3 separate regions of the Zea mays genome follow, and all the other regions are linked to region 3. A link is a contact called in public Hi-C data. All regions are on one chromosome and are shown on one strand. Each heading gives the region's core, a stretch centred on a gene start, on an enhancer-like site or on the middle of the called end of the contact. The rest is flanking DNA. Distances are from core to core; before and after follow the strand shown.

Region 1 (4,361 bases), core at 1,440-3,939, 240 kb after region 3:
TCATGCGTAGCTAACTACTCCCTCCGTTCTAAACTATAGGATGTTTTAAGTTTTTTTAGATATAATACTTTTATTGTATATCTAGATATAGACTATATATCTAAATACATAATAAGGTTATATATCTAGAAAAGACAGAACGAATTATAATTTGAAATAGAATAGGTATATGTTCATTAAGGTTATTTCTTTTCAAATTTATCCTTTTTCTAAAATCACTATAATTTTCACACACTGCAAACTACTCACTAGCTAGGGTCAAAAAGTGCTTTGACTTTGTTCAGTTTTTTTTTTTGCATAGTCTTGTGGGTGCAATTTTAACAAATATATATATATTTTCTATTGAAATATAGATGTGACAGCCCGTCCAAAATCTGTTCGAACGAGGAAGAGCCTGCATATACATAGCATCTCTATTATATATTCTTTCACATTTTATGTAAGAGAGGGTTAATAATCTACAGGTGCTATGTTTCAAAAAAAACGATAGTAAAACTAATTTTGTTGCATCACAATTCACAACACATGGGCCACAGTATGATGTTATTGAATGTGCCAAGTATATTTGCGACTAGAAGAGTACCAAACATTTTTTTAAAAAAAAAAAGAGATAGAAGAGAATGGAGACGGTATGCGTACGTACCCTAGCGAGAATTGCTCTTGAGAACACCTTGCTGTCAGCTTTGTTTGCACCACATAGCCACACATGAGCTCTCCTTACAAACGCCTCCCCGGGCAACCTGAAACGTGGAAGCACTACACATGTATATGACTTATACATGGAAGCTTCTCTCTTGTTACAACAACGAAAAAAAGAACATTATCTGTTTGTTATATGAAATTAAATGTTTGTGCTTTGACATTCGATAATTCATTGATGCATGCTGCATCAGCTATCCGGCTGATTGGATGGTTGAGCACAACAAACCAGGCGGATGCGAGCCTGGTCGGCTAGGTACGCCAATTTTGGCAGTATGAGTGGATGCAACTAAATAGCCTTAAAATATCTTGTTTTGCATCCACATATGCAACCCGTGTCTCTCGCGTATAGACAACCAAATAGAAGCTCGCACAAAGTCAATTGCACGCGGTGGTTCAGGATAAGACGATGCGAATAACGAATTAGACGATATATGATAATGTCAAACTAAGAAACGGGCTCTATAGTAATATGAAGAGACATTAGAGTAAATAAAATAGGACGGGACAACTGTTTTTGAATGTCATGTACGTATATATAATAGCTCAAAAAAGGTGGAAATAATAATTATCTTAGGAGTTTACTGGTAAGAAAAAACAATAATGTCGCCAAAAAAACATGTGTTCCGGTAATTTTCTATGATGGCCTTTTTGTATAATAGTTTACTGGTAAGATTTAGCTCGCCAGCAAGGACAATAATGGGTTTGTTTGGTTCAGTTTTTTCTGATCAGTTTTTTTGAGAATCTGGTTGTAGAGAGAATCTGGCTGTGGGAAAGATCTGAGTATCGTGGGATTACGTGCGGAGGAAAATGAAATGGTTCAAAGGGTTCAAGATCTAGATAGCGATGGAATTTATCGTGACGACTCGATCGATTATGTATTTATGTTGATTTTGAATGGTTTTTAGCGATTTTTATAGAAACAGACTGAAAAGCTGGGACGTTTGCTAATCCGCGGCAGCTTTTTATTGCCAAAAACTAAAAATTGCCCAAACAAACAGGGTCAATATTTAGAGGATCGTTGGTACATGCGGTGCTTATTAGAAGGAACGAACATTTGGTTCATCATCACCTGTGAAACAACATGCATGAGAAAAAAAAAGTATTAGTAAATATAGAACAGCATAGAGAGCCGGTCTATTTATTTGCATATCTTACACGTGGAGACCTTGAGCTCGATCGTTCGTTCCCTGTGCTGTGCTGTGCTGTGCTTCATTCTGTAGATACGTGAGGTAGCATGCAAAGCAAAGCATGTATGTATATAGGCTATAGCCGGTTTACCCGACGGCAGGAGGGAAGCAGTAGGAGGCGCACATGAGGTAGAACCACTCCGTCTCCGTCAGGTCCTCGGGCGCCAGCGCGGCGACGGGCCGGCGAGGCGGCGGCACCACCGCCACCTGCTGCTGGTGCTGCTGCTGTGGGTCGCCGACTCCTCCACCACCGTCGTAAGCGGCCTCCCCCGCCGCCAGCGAGTCGTAGAGCTCCTTGAGCTGCCGGCTGCGGCGCAGCGCCGTCTCCTCGTCCCCGGCGTCCTCCGCGCCCGCCGGCTGACGCACTGTCGTCATCGTCGTCTTGCGCGTCCTGATGGCGCCGTTGTAGTAGCCCTCCGCCCAGACCAGCGCGCTGATGAGCAGGGCCATGCATGCATGCGTGATCAGATCGGTTAGTCAGACAGCGCTTTAGCAAGGACGAGAGTTGGGACGGCGATGGAGCAGCAGGCAGGAAGAAGGCGTACCCTTGGCGCGGGCAGAGGCGCCAGAGGAGGCTGTACGTCCACCCCGTGCTCTGCGCCACCGACTGCAGCGCCTTCTGCGCGGCCTCGCCTCCGCTGCCGCCGGCCGCCATGGCTGGGATGGCTGCCTGCTGCTGCTGCTGCTGTGCTGTGTGCTGCTTCAGTGATCGAGCGCGTGAGCGAGTTGGTGAGGGTCGTCTGAGGCTTTGAGGAGGGAAAGGAGGGCAATGTACAACGCGTTGACTGACTGGTGGTGGTGGCTGGGCTTTGAGGAGGGGAGGGGATGGGAGGGGAAGGAGCGCGCGCCGCCAACTCATGCACCGTACCAAATCGCGAGGGCACGTGGGGTGGGGTGGGGAGGGGAAGGAGGAGGTCGGTCGGGGTAGCGCAAGTAGGTGCATGTGAAAGGAATTTGTTGGTTGGATCCGTCTGTTTAGTACTCCATACGGTGTCGTTTTATAGGAAACCAAACTTGTTTTTTAAGCTCAAGTTTATTCTAAATGGGAATCTCGTCGCACTCTTTCCAGCACTATCTTAGAGCATGTACAAACCTGAGCACTATCTTAGACAGCATGATACAATCCTAAGACCTACATCTTAAATACAGATAAAAGACACATTGTATGGAAAGTTGTGAAGAGACGGACTCTTCGCGAAGTGCTTGTCTCTTGTATTTTTTTCACTTAGCCCATTAGAGACCACTCAAGAGACTCCATATTAAATGGGTTGTACATGTCTTTATAGACTAACATATCAATTAAATACCGCAGCTCAATAACCAATAGAAGTTAGTAAAAAATATGTGAAGTGAAACAGATCACTATCAATAAAGGGTTCATACAGTTTTCAAGACCTTGGAAACCAGCCGACGTGGTTTCATCCCAATAAAACTCAATCCTCTTAGGGCATGTACAATAGGTATCTTAAGATGTATCTTAAAGTGTGTCTAGGGGGGTGAATGTGAAAAAACTTAAGACATTTATCTTGACGAAGACACAGTGTCTTAGCTCTATGTTCGAGACAGGAGACTAGCTGATTGATCACTTTAATTTATTGAATGCTCTGATTGGTACAATGAATATGGTAAGACACATGTTTTAGACATGACCATTGTATTATGTTGTGTTTTAGTTGTATCCTATATTTGGAGTACCGTACAACAGTGTCTAGGTTGTACATGCCCTTAAATACTATGTCATGTCATCAAAAATATTTAATGTGGCATATTATTAAATGGTTCCTTTAGTCGCTCTCCTAAACATGACTAAAATGTAGTCCCTAGAAATCCTATTTGGAATACTTATTTTAGTCGAAGTAGGAACCAAACACTCCAACTAGATGTACGGGCAATGCAAACAGAGGACCTTGACATCGTCCTGGTGAACACTCATTGACAGGCGCTCGTTGGCAGTGATGTTTCTCTCTGCAACAGTACGCTGTGTTGTGGTGATGTATAAAGCCTAGCTAGTTGTTATCACCTTTTTGCACGTACACGTACGGCCTAGCACGTACTGTTTTCTTTTTACCTGTGTACTGTATCACCTACTACCACAGTAGTAGCTAGCTAGCTCCAACCACTTGCTGTTTTTCCTGAATTCTGGGGCTGCACTGCTTCCACCCTCATCCTTCCATCCTGGGATACATTGCCAGTCTCCACAGCATCCCATTTCCGTCAGGCAGGCAGCCGGTGCCTTCTGATCCCAGATCTGTGCACAAACTGAAACCAGCAAGCAACTTTCTCTTGCCTCCATCTCGTCCCTTGGACTTCAAACTGGACGCGCAAACGGATTAACAAAAATGGCGAATGACTTCACAGTTAATGGAGATTTGTTAAGCCATTCCTGGATGATGGGTGATCATCGGTTCATCAACTAGGGTGACAGAGAGAGAGAGAGAGAGAGAGAGAGAGAGAGAGAGAGAGAGAGAGAGA
Region 2 (4,431 bases), core at 1,554-4,053, 230 kb before region 3:
ATCTTTCAATTTCATCATCCCTGAGACCATCCTCCTGGTCTGAGTACGAAGTATCATAAGTGGTCCCTTCTTGTTCAATCCTTGAGCTGGAGCTATGGTTTCTTTCACTTTTGCGCTTCTCACCTGTAAAATCACCATGATCTTTACTTCTGCTACTTCTGCCTTTCATTTTTGACTCCAACTCCAGTTCCTTTTCCCTGGCACGCCACATTTCATTGACCTCCACAACACGATTTGCTGCAGGACATACAGCTTATTTCAACTCGGAACAAAATATGAAAGTGCTACTTGACGTCATTAAAAAATTAGTGACACAGGGTCGGTATACCCCCCCCCCCCCAAAAAAAAAGAATGTAAGGTCAATAGTCACAAGAATGATTACACGGCTGAACATGCTTTCTAATGTTGATTATTATGTCATTAAAAAAATAGCGATGTCAGACCAGTACACTTTTTACCTAAGAACGTAAGACAATATACTCACAAGAGCCAAGTTCATTTTTTTACAGGATTACATGAGTCAAGTGTCTTTTCAAAGTTGACTAGTCAGTTGCCCGTGTGCTACTACGGTTTCTGTATTAACAATATTTACAATATCTATCCTCAACAATTGGTTCTATAGTGTGGTGGTTGGCCGTCCAGACTTTGGACCTGGTGGCCTGGGTTCGATTCCTCGTGTCCCTTCGCTTTGTTTTTGCTGGGCAGCAATTTTAATTGGTGGGCGGACGCAGAAGCTGAGCGCGACGGTAGAGACGGACGAAGAAACTCCCACTGAAATATAGTAGAGATTTGTTCTACAAGATCTACTCAAAGAAAATAGAAAATATAGAAAACAAGTGACAACAATAATTCACTGCATATTGCTAACCTTGCTGAACTCCACGAACTGTGGCTGTGAGGAACCGAGAGTTTGGACGATGCCTAACATTAGGTTTTCGCAGATATGCTTGAACACCTTCCCTGTTAGCCTCTAATTGTAATCTTCGGGCCTCTTCAAGTAGTAAAGAAGCAAGACGATTTTCTGTCTCCAGATCCATTGTCTATTTAAAGTTCAACAGCTAGCAATCCAGAAATGAAATCTTTAGTAATTAGAAAAATAAGATAACATTAAAAACAATAATAAAAAATTGTCATACTATAATGTAAAAGGCCAGTGATTTCATAGACCATGCAAAAGTATTGGATATCATTCACAGCCATTATCCAGGTGCGAAGGTGTACGATTCAAACAGTCTCATTCACCGTAGGGCTAGTTTGGGTACTCTAGTAATGAAAGGGATTAGAGTGGATTGAGATGTATTGTGCGAGTTTTTGATCTATAGGGGATTTATACACTTTTCAACCCCTCCAAACCACTTCAATACTAGAGTACCCAAACTAGACCGTAGTGACGTGACAAGGTTGATGCATAGATCTGAACCATGCACAGGCTGACAGGCACGGCAACACTGGTTGCGAAGGAACCATACACTATTGTTTGGAGTATGCTATTTTTGTTATCAGGTTGTGTACTAATGTGAACGGCACAAATATAGTTTCACAAATGATCTGAACATACATGGGAGCCAATACAACTCACAAATTATAACACAAACACTAAGAAAATAGATATTCCAGGAACAGTCCATTGAAGAGTAATTACAATAATGGAGTACAGGTGCCCCATATATATGCTTCCATCCCGATAAAACAACTTATCAAAGCATTATTAGCCAAAAAGATGTGTCTAAAACTGCTCATCAAGAATGAAAGTATCAAATGTGGCAAAAGGGCTTAATTTGAAAACCCCAGATTTTTTTGAAATAACTAATGGTGGTGATGCTATTGTGATGAAAGAAGACTAGAATCAAGCAACGAATTAATAAAGCAATTTGTCCAAAATAGGTTAATTTGCATGGATGAGTTAAAAAAACTCGACCTGCCGAGGGTAAGACAACGCACGAGCATTGTATTGAGAAGAAGGCCTTCTCACACGGGTCAAGAAAACCCCTATCTCACCCATACACAGCAACACTGTAGCCCATGTGAGAACGACCGCAACCAGGTCTTAGACCTGTGCTTTGGCATAGGACAGACGAGAGGATTTTTTTAACTACTCAGACCTAGCCAACTCAGCTAAAGGCCCTTTCGCTACATGGATGAGTTAATAAGCAATTTGTCACAAATAGGTCAACAGGCGTGGGCAAGTATATATATCCCACTGAACATAAATTAGAATTGTCCACACTCTGCAATAAAGCATAAACTGATCCTTCCAACCTTTTAACTGTGTACCAAGCTAGTAACGTCCACATATAGAGCAGGTCTATCATACACATAGATGAAGATGCTGCTGCACCGCAAGAACAATATATGACGAGCACAGCAAAGAACGTGTAGCCGTGGGGATCCAGTTGAACCTTAACTTCAATTGGCATACAAAATTAATTTCTTCGGAAATTTTACTAAGCTACTGGATTTGATTCTCACAGGTCGCAACATAGAAAAAATCAATCCATAGAAGCAACAAGACAAGTTAGGGTTCCTTGATCCTTACCAAGTGGAGAACAAATCGACCGTAGCCCGGACGGATGCCTCCCCGCGCCGACCCACTGGCACCGAGGAGGCGAGGAGGGCGAGACGAGGACGCCCGCGAGAGAGGAATCGCTTCGACGGTCGACGGTCAGGCGTCCTGTTCCGCTGCGGCGGAAGGAGGCGCGGATCACCTAGGGCTACGGAGGCCGCTCGATGAGGGGCGAGCGGGCTGGAAGGGGCAGATCGAGTCGAGAAGGAAGAGGAGCGCGTTCTCTCTTTCTCGCCGCCGCCGCGGCGCCGGCGAGGGGAGCGGATAGGGTAGGACGGTCGAAGAAAAGTAGAGAAATTTTGTTTCGCGGTACAGCTGGAGCGTTGCGGCTAAAATTGCCGTGTGACATCACTGTCACTGATGCTATCTCCAACGGCTTAGGTCCTAGAGATTCTATTAGGGCTTGTTTGGGATCAAAGGTAATGGAGTGAATTGAGGGGGCTAGAATCCCCTACTACTTAATTTTGAATAGTAAGGGATTATAGCTCCCTCAATCCCCTCCATTACCCTTTGTCCCAAACAAGCCCTTAGGTTTTTCAAGAAGAGACAACAAAAATGATGTAATATTGACCTTATGGATCATAAGGGATATTTAGGGGGTGTTTGAATATAATAGTTAGTAGTTAAAATTAGTTGAGACATCTAAACACCGTAGCTAATAGTTCAGCTATTAGCTATTTTTTTGTAAAATAGTCAATAGTTAGGTAGCTATTTGTTAGCTAACTAATTCTACTAACGATTTTTAGCCAACTAAAGGGGTGTTTGAATGCACTAAATCTAATAGTTAGTTAGCTAAAAATATACTAGTAGAATTAGCTAGCTAACAAATAATTAGCTAGCTAGTAGCTAATTTACTAAAAATATCTAATAATTGAACTATTAGTTGGATTGTTTTGGATGTCTTTGGCTAATTTTAACCACTAACTATTACTCTAATGCATTCAAACACTCTCTAACTATTAGTTATAGTGCATTCAAACACCCCTGGCTCCACAACTCCAAGCATCGCCCTGGCCCGCCAACTTCAGGGCCGGCACCTACCCCAAATACAACGACAGTACCGATCCGGCTCAGTACATCATGAGCTACCAGGTAGTCATCGCATCGTCCGGAGGGGACGACGCCACAATGGCCAAATCCTTCATCATCGCACTCGAAGGCCTGACCTTGACTTGGTACACCAGATTACAGCCACTGTCCATTGATTCCTGGAAAGGGCTTCGCGACAAGTTCCTGCTCAACTTCCAAGGGTACCAACCTGACACAGACGCCCTGGCCGAGTTATGTCCAGTAGAGTTTTATTCTTCCTCTCCACTACACCATTTTGTTGAGGTGTGTAGGGAGAAGAGAACTCATGCTTGATGCCCTCGTCCACAAGAAATATTTCTATTTGTGAGTTTGAAAGGAAAATGTGCCTTTGGGCCATTTCTATAATGTTTTGGTGATTAAGTGCCCAACACATATTCTTTAAGTCCTAATGTACCAAAGATTGAAAAAGTGCAAATCAAGACATGAGGTATGTTTCTAGACTTAGTACATTTGTTTTTGAATACTAATGAAGTTATCTAAGTGCTAGAAATAGTGAGAAAAGAAGAATAAAAGAAACCAAAATTACTTGGCTCGGTGCAGCCAAAATTCAGCTCAGTCTGGCACACAAGACTGTTCGGTGACGCACCTGACAGTGTCCGGTGCGCCAGGCTGATCTCCGGTGAAAATGTCGCTCTCGGGAGCTATGGTTTCGTCACCGGGATTGTGTGGCAGTGAATTCGTCACCGGGATTGAACACATGGGACTGGGAGGTGGCTTGCCGTTTGGTACAGCTTAGTATGCTGACATTTTCAATATTTTGTACTCGGAATTTCGTAACA
Region 3 (4,659 bases), core at 907-3,406:
GTCCGGTGCCCGATTTCCTTCCTTAATTAGCGAAGCCGACCGTTGGCAGACTTGGAGCCGTTGGCGCATCGGACATGTCCGGTGCACACCGGACAGTCCGGTGCCCCCTTCTAGCCGTTGGCTCGGCCACGTGTCCCGCGCAAATCGCGCGGCCGACCGTTGGCCCGGCCGACCGTTGGCTCACCGGACAGTCCGGTGCACACCGGACAGTCCGGTGAATTATAGCCGTACGCCGTCGGCGAATTCCCGAGAGCGGCCACTTCGCTTGAGGCAGCCTGGTGCACCGGACAGTCCGGTGCCCCAGACTGAAACAGCCTCTTGGCTGAACACAGCCAACTCCCCTCTTTTCTTCTTCTTCCTGTATCTGATACTTAGACAAGTATATTAGTACACAAAATCAATGTACTAAGACATGGAAACATACCTTTGCTCCTGATTTGCACTTTGTCCATTCATGGGCATAGATTTACATTTAAGCACTTGTGTTGGCACTCAATCACCAAAATACTTAGAAATGGCCCAAGGGCACATTTCCCTTTCAAATACCAGGTTTGAGCAACACTCCTGACAGCCATAACAAAAGATTTGGCCATGACTGCAGCATTGCCACCATACGAAGATACTGTTGCTTCGTAGCTCATCAAAAACTGCTTCGGGTCTGAGTGGCCATCGAATATGGGAAGCTGAGGCGGCTTGTATGACGGAGGCCAAGGTGTAGCCTGCAGCTCAGCGGACAGAGGAGAAGCATCATCAAAAACAAAATTCCCATGATGGAAATTGTCATACTAGTCATCTTCGTTGAGGAAACCCTCCTGATGAAGGTCTTGGTGCTGAGGCCTTCGGTGTTGCTCATCCTGAGTAAGATGACGAACCTCTTCAGAGGCTTCGTCTATCTGCCTTTGCAGTTCAGCTAGCCTGGCCATCTTTTCCTTCTTCCTCTGCACCTGTTGATGAAACATCTCCATGTCTCTGATTTCTTGGTCTATCTCATCCTCTGGCGGTGTCGGGCTAACAGCCTTCCTTTTCTGGCTTCGGGCCTCCCGAAGGGAGACAGTCTCCTGATTGTGGTCCAGCGGTTGCAGAGCTGCAGCCCCAGTTGCTGAAGCTTTCTTCGGTGCCATAGTGAAGGTTTATGATCGCCGAAGGTGTTCAAAACTCAAAGAGTGGAAGTGAGTTCACCGGAGGTGGGCGCCAATGTTGGGGACTTGTTCTCAAATGCTTTGAATTAAGAACAAGGCAACACAAGAAATGTTAAACGTTAAAGCCCTTCGTCCTTCGAAGCATTATTTCCCTTAGGACATAATGATTTTCGGACGAAGGTTATGAAGGACATACCTTCATAAATTCAACATATAATAATGAAGAAGGAATCATATGAGACACAAAAGATAGCATAAACCATTATGTATTATTATCAACTCATTTCTGTATTATTATTATAGAAAAGTAGAAATAATATCAAATTACAAATGTACCTTCGGCTCGAAAGAAGGCGAAAGTACAAGCGTGACGCAAAAGCAAATGCCAAGTCAGCGTGAACAGTACGGGGATACTGTTCACCTATTTATAGGCACGGGACACAGCTCATATAAAATTACATTCATGCCCTTTACATTTGGTAGTAATTCTATAGTAATCCACCGAGGCCTGAATAGCCTTTTCATCTTTAAGTCGGTTTCTTTTTCTGCTATTACGCCGAAGCTTTCCTGCTCACAGCTTCGGTGCTGTGTCGACCTTCGTATTCTTTGGGCTTCTCCCACTGTGGTACCGATTCGGGTCCGAAGATACCTGTTCACACATTATACTCCAAAAATACTGTTAAATCTTGTTTTTGAGGATCTTCGGAAGCCGAAGGCTCCCAACAATAGAGTTTAAAATTTACTCTATCTAGTTTTTAGATGGTGACCGTTGGATGGTATCTATCCGTGTTGAGGCTGAACCGAATGGTGTAGTCCACCACACGCACACTTTCACACTTGGAGCCAGCCCAAGTGCTCGACGTCACAGAGGGTGAGCAATACAGTCTGACGACTGTCGTGGTCTCGTGGACGGATGGGGCGGTCTTTTCCTTTTGGCGCCCCCTGCTTTATTCCAAAGCGCAAAAGCATCCAAGCTCCCACCCCAAAAGAAAGTCGATTCCCGTCGAAATCAAATCAAAACCATATTCGCCCATCCATCACCCACCGCACGAACGCACCAACGACCTCGCTGGGCTCGCACCCCCCCCCTTCCGCGCGAAGGAACCCCGGGCGACGATCAAACCTCACAGCCCACCACGCGCCACTGGGCCACTGGAGAGAGAGAGAGAGAGCGAGCGAGCTAGCGATAGGAGCAGACGCCGCCACCGATGGGGTGCGGGCCATCCAAGGAGGACGCGGAGGGCGGCGCCGAGTCGCGCTGCCGGGAGCGGAAGCACCTGCTGAGCGCCGCCGTCCACGCGCGCCACGCGCTCGCGGGCGCGCACGCCGGCCACACCGCCGCGCTCAAGAACGTCGGAGCCGCGCTCTCCGACTACGCCGCGGGCGAGACCGACCGCCACGACGCCGTCCTGGTGCCGCGCTCCGCCTCCGCCGCGGCCGCGCTCAGCGCCGGGCAGGGCTCGGCGGCCACGGTGGTCAAGGCGCTGCCGTCCCCGCTCGACGCCTTGCTCCCGCCGCCGCCGCCCCCGGGTGCCGGCGACGGCGACGGTGACGACGGCGGGCACACGACGCTGCACAGGTCCATGAGCGCGCCCGACATCCAGCTCCAGCCGCCCATCCGGAAGGGCCGCTCCGGGGAGGCGCCCATCATGGAGGAGGACGGCGAGGGCGACGCCCCCGGGGACGACGCGGGGCGGCGACGGGAGGACGACGACCCGCAGCTCCAGCCTCCTCCTCCCCCACCGCCGCCGGCGAACAATCCCCCGCCCTCGCGCTCCCCGCCGCCTGTCCCGGCTGCGAAGGCCAACCTGGAGCGGGCGACGGCAGAGGGGAATTCGTGGAAGGACTACCTGTTCGGCTCCCCCGACGCCATGCCCGGCCCGCCGCCCACGCTGGACCCCAGCGCCAGCGCCGCCGCCGAGTCGTCGTGGGCGGCCGAGCGGAGGATGCCCGCGCCTCCGCCTCCGCCGCCCGAATCCGACCAACAGCCTACGAAGCAGCCGCAGCCAGTGCCTTCCGCCGAGGAGATCGCCGAGGGAAAGAAGCCCGCGGCTGAGCTCGTCACGCGCCGGGCTAGGAAGCCGGAGGGCAAGAAGGGCAGGGTCGTCATGGTGACGCCCCAGCCGGCGAGGCTGGGCGACATCCTGCGCAGGCTCGACGATGAATTCCTCAAGGCATCCCAGGGCGCGCACGAGGTGTCCAAGATGTTGGAGGCAGCAAGGATGCATTATCACTCCAATTTCGCCGAGACGCGAGGTACCTTCCTTGCATGCTCTGCTCCCAGCCTGTGTGCTAGAGTTCGACTGGGTTACAGGAAAGACTAATCATTTTTAACTTTCTTTAATTAAAAAATCTTGATGCTCAACAAACATTGTTCATAGCACTCGTACAAACATTATAGGCACATAGTAAACTTCAAAACACAGTACACAAGATTCTTAGGAGACGTGCAAGATAGATAGTATATGATTTGCTTGATGCATATTGGAGGACTTCAACTGTTCCGCATGGTAATTCAATACTTTGACTTTTTGAGTGCCTTGATTGCATTGTTAGCTATTGATTAAAAGGGATAGTATTTTGGCTTTATTATGTTTCTCTATTATGTCTTTGCTGAGGTGGATGCTGTGTTTTTATGGAATGTGGTTCAGTGAGGCACAGGGGAATGTTTATTAAGTACAGTTTTCTTTGGGGCAGAGGCGGGGTTGGGGCTACACTGAGGCGGTGATTATCTTCACTCTATGATTTCTTTTAAACTTCAGTTGAACAGTCTATATCTTGCTTCTATTTCAGGGATACAGCTAAAATCGGTGTAAACATGTAGAATAGTCTATACGATTGGTGTATCAATCTATTTACATTACTTCAGTTAATGGCATGTCTTCTGTCTTATCAGGATTTGTGGATCATTCTGCAAGAGTGATGCAAGCCATCACTTGGAATCGCTCATTTAAAGGGATCCCTCCACCAGAAAATGTGAAGAATGAGTTGGCTGATGATGAATGGGAAACACATGCTACCGTACTCGATAAGTTGCTTGCATGGGAGAAAAAACTATGCCATGAAGTGAAGGTAAAATATGTAAATCTTATTCAATAGTTTAGAACATAAACTGTTTCAGTCGTTCTCCCTTAGAGGCGCACATTTTTCAATATGTTCTCTCTCACCACAAAGAAAAAATGATTTATGTTGTGTTTATTGTTTTCTCATACATTTTCTCTTCTGTTTTATTTGCGTTGATATCAAGAACCATGCATACATGTCATTTCATTTTCGCAAAAATGATGGTGTCACTAATGTCTCAGTTATTTTACCTTTGATAATTGTTTGCCACATTCTCATTATTATACTCCTCAAGTGGTCCAGAGGCATCTGTAGTCATATTATTGTTATCAGGGACCCTTGTACTAGTCCATAATCATTTCCTACCCATGTGATGGGCCTCATCATTATACATAATTGCTTTAACCTGGTCTGTTCATACATTTGATGGTACATATTTACTGTTGACACAGGAATT

What was found. Hi-C and Micro-C count contacts between places; a contact is called where the count stands out from the background.
Region 1: a contact with region 3 is called in a Hi-C map of tassel, with 2.0 times the contacts expected there. The contact joins the promoter of LOC103632119 here to the promoter of LOC103632124 in region 3. A contact is called at or near these places in 2 of 25 Hi-C or Micro-C datasets (ear and tassel).
Region 2: a Hi-C map of ear shows a contact between it and region 3, with 2.8 times the contacts expected there. The contact joins the promoter of LOC100277511 here to the promoter of LOC103632124 in region 3. A contact is called at or near these places in 4 of 25 Hi-C or Micro-C datasets (ear, endosperm, leaf and 1 more).

Annotation. Positions count from the first base shown.
Region 1 is chr7:19,933,145-19,937,505 of Zm-B73-REFERENCE-NAM-5.0, reverse strand. LOC103632119 reads right to left here and starts at 2,689. Exons shown (of 9, transcript XM_008653965.2): 1 at 2,435-2,689; 2 at 1,981-2,322; 3 at 644-740. The coding sequence starts at 2,544. LOC542351 (kinase associated protein phosphatase) reads right to left here. Exons shown (of 13, transcript NM_001111928.1): 13 at 4,243-4,361.
Region 2 is chr7:20,403,693-20,408,123 of Zm-B73-REFERENCE-NAM-5.0, reverse strand. LOC100277511 (AT4g33690/T16L1_180-like protein) reads right to left here and starts at 2,803. Exons shown (of 4, transcript NM_001151046.2): 1 at 2,537-2,803; 2 at 869-1,058; 3 at 1-237. The coding sequence starts at 1,037.
Region 3 is chr7:20,175,352-20,180,010 of Zm-B73-REFERENCE-NAM-5.0, reverse strand. LOC103632124 (Golgin subfamily A member 4) reads left to right here and starts at 2,156. Exons shown (of 4, transcript XM_008653969.4): 1 at 2,156-3,395; 2 at 4,036-4,211; 3 at 4,655-4,659. The coding sequence starts at 2,348.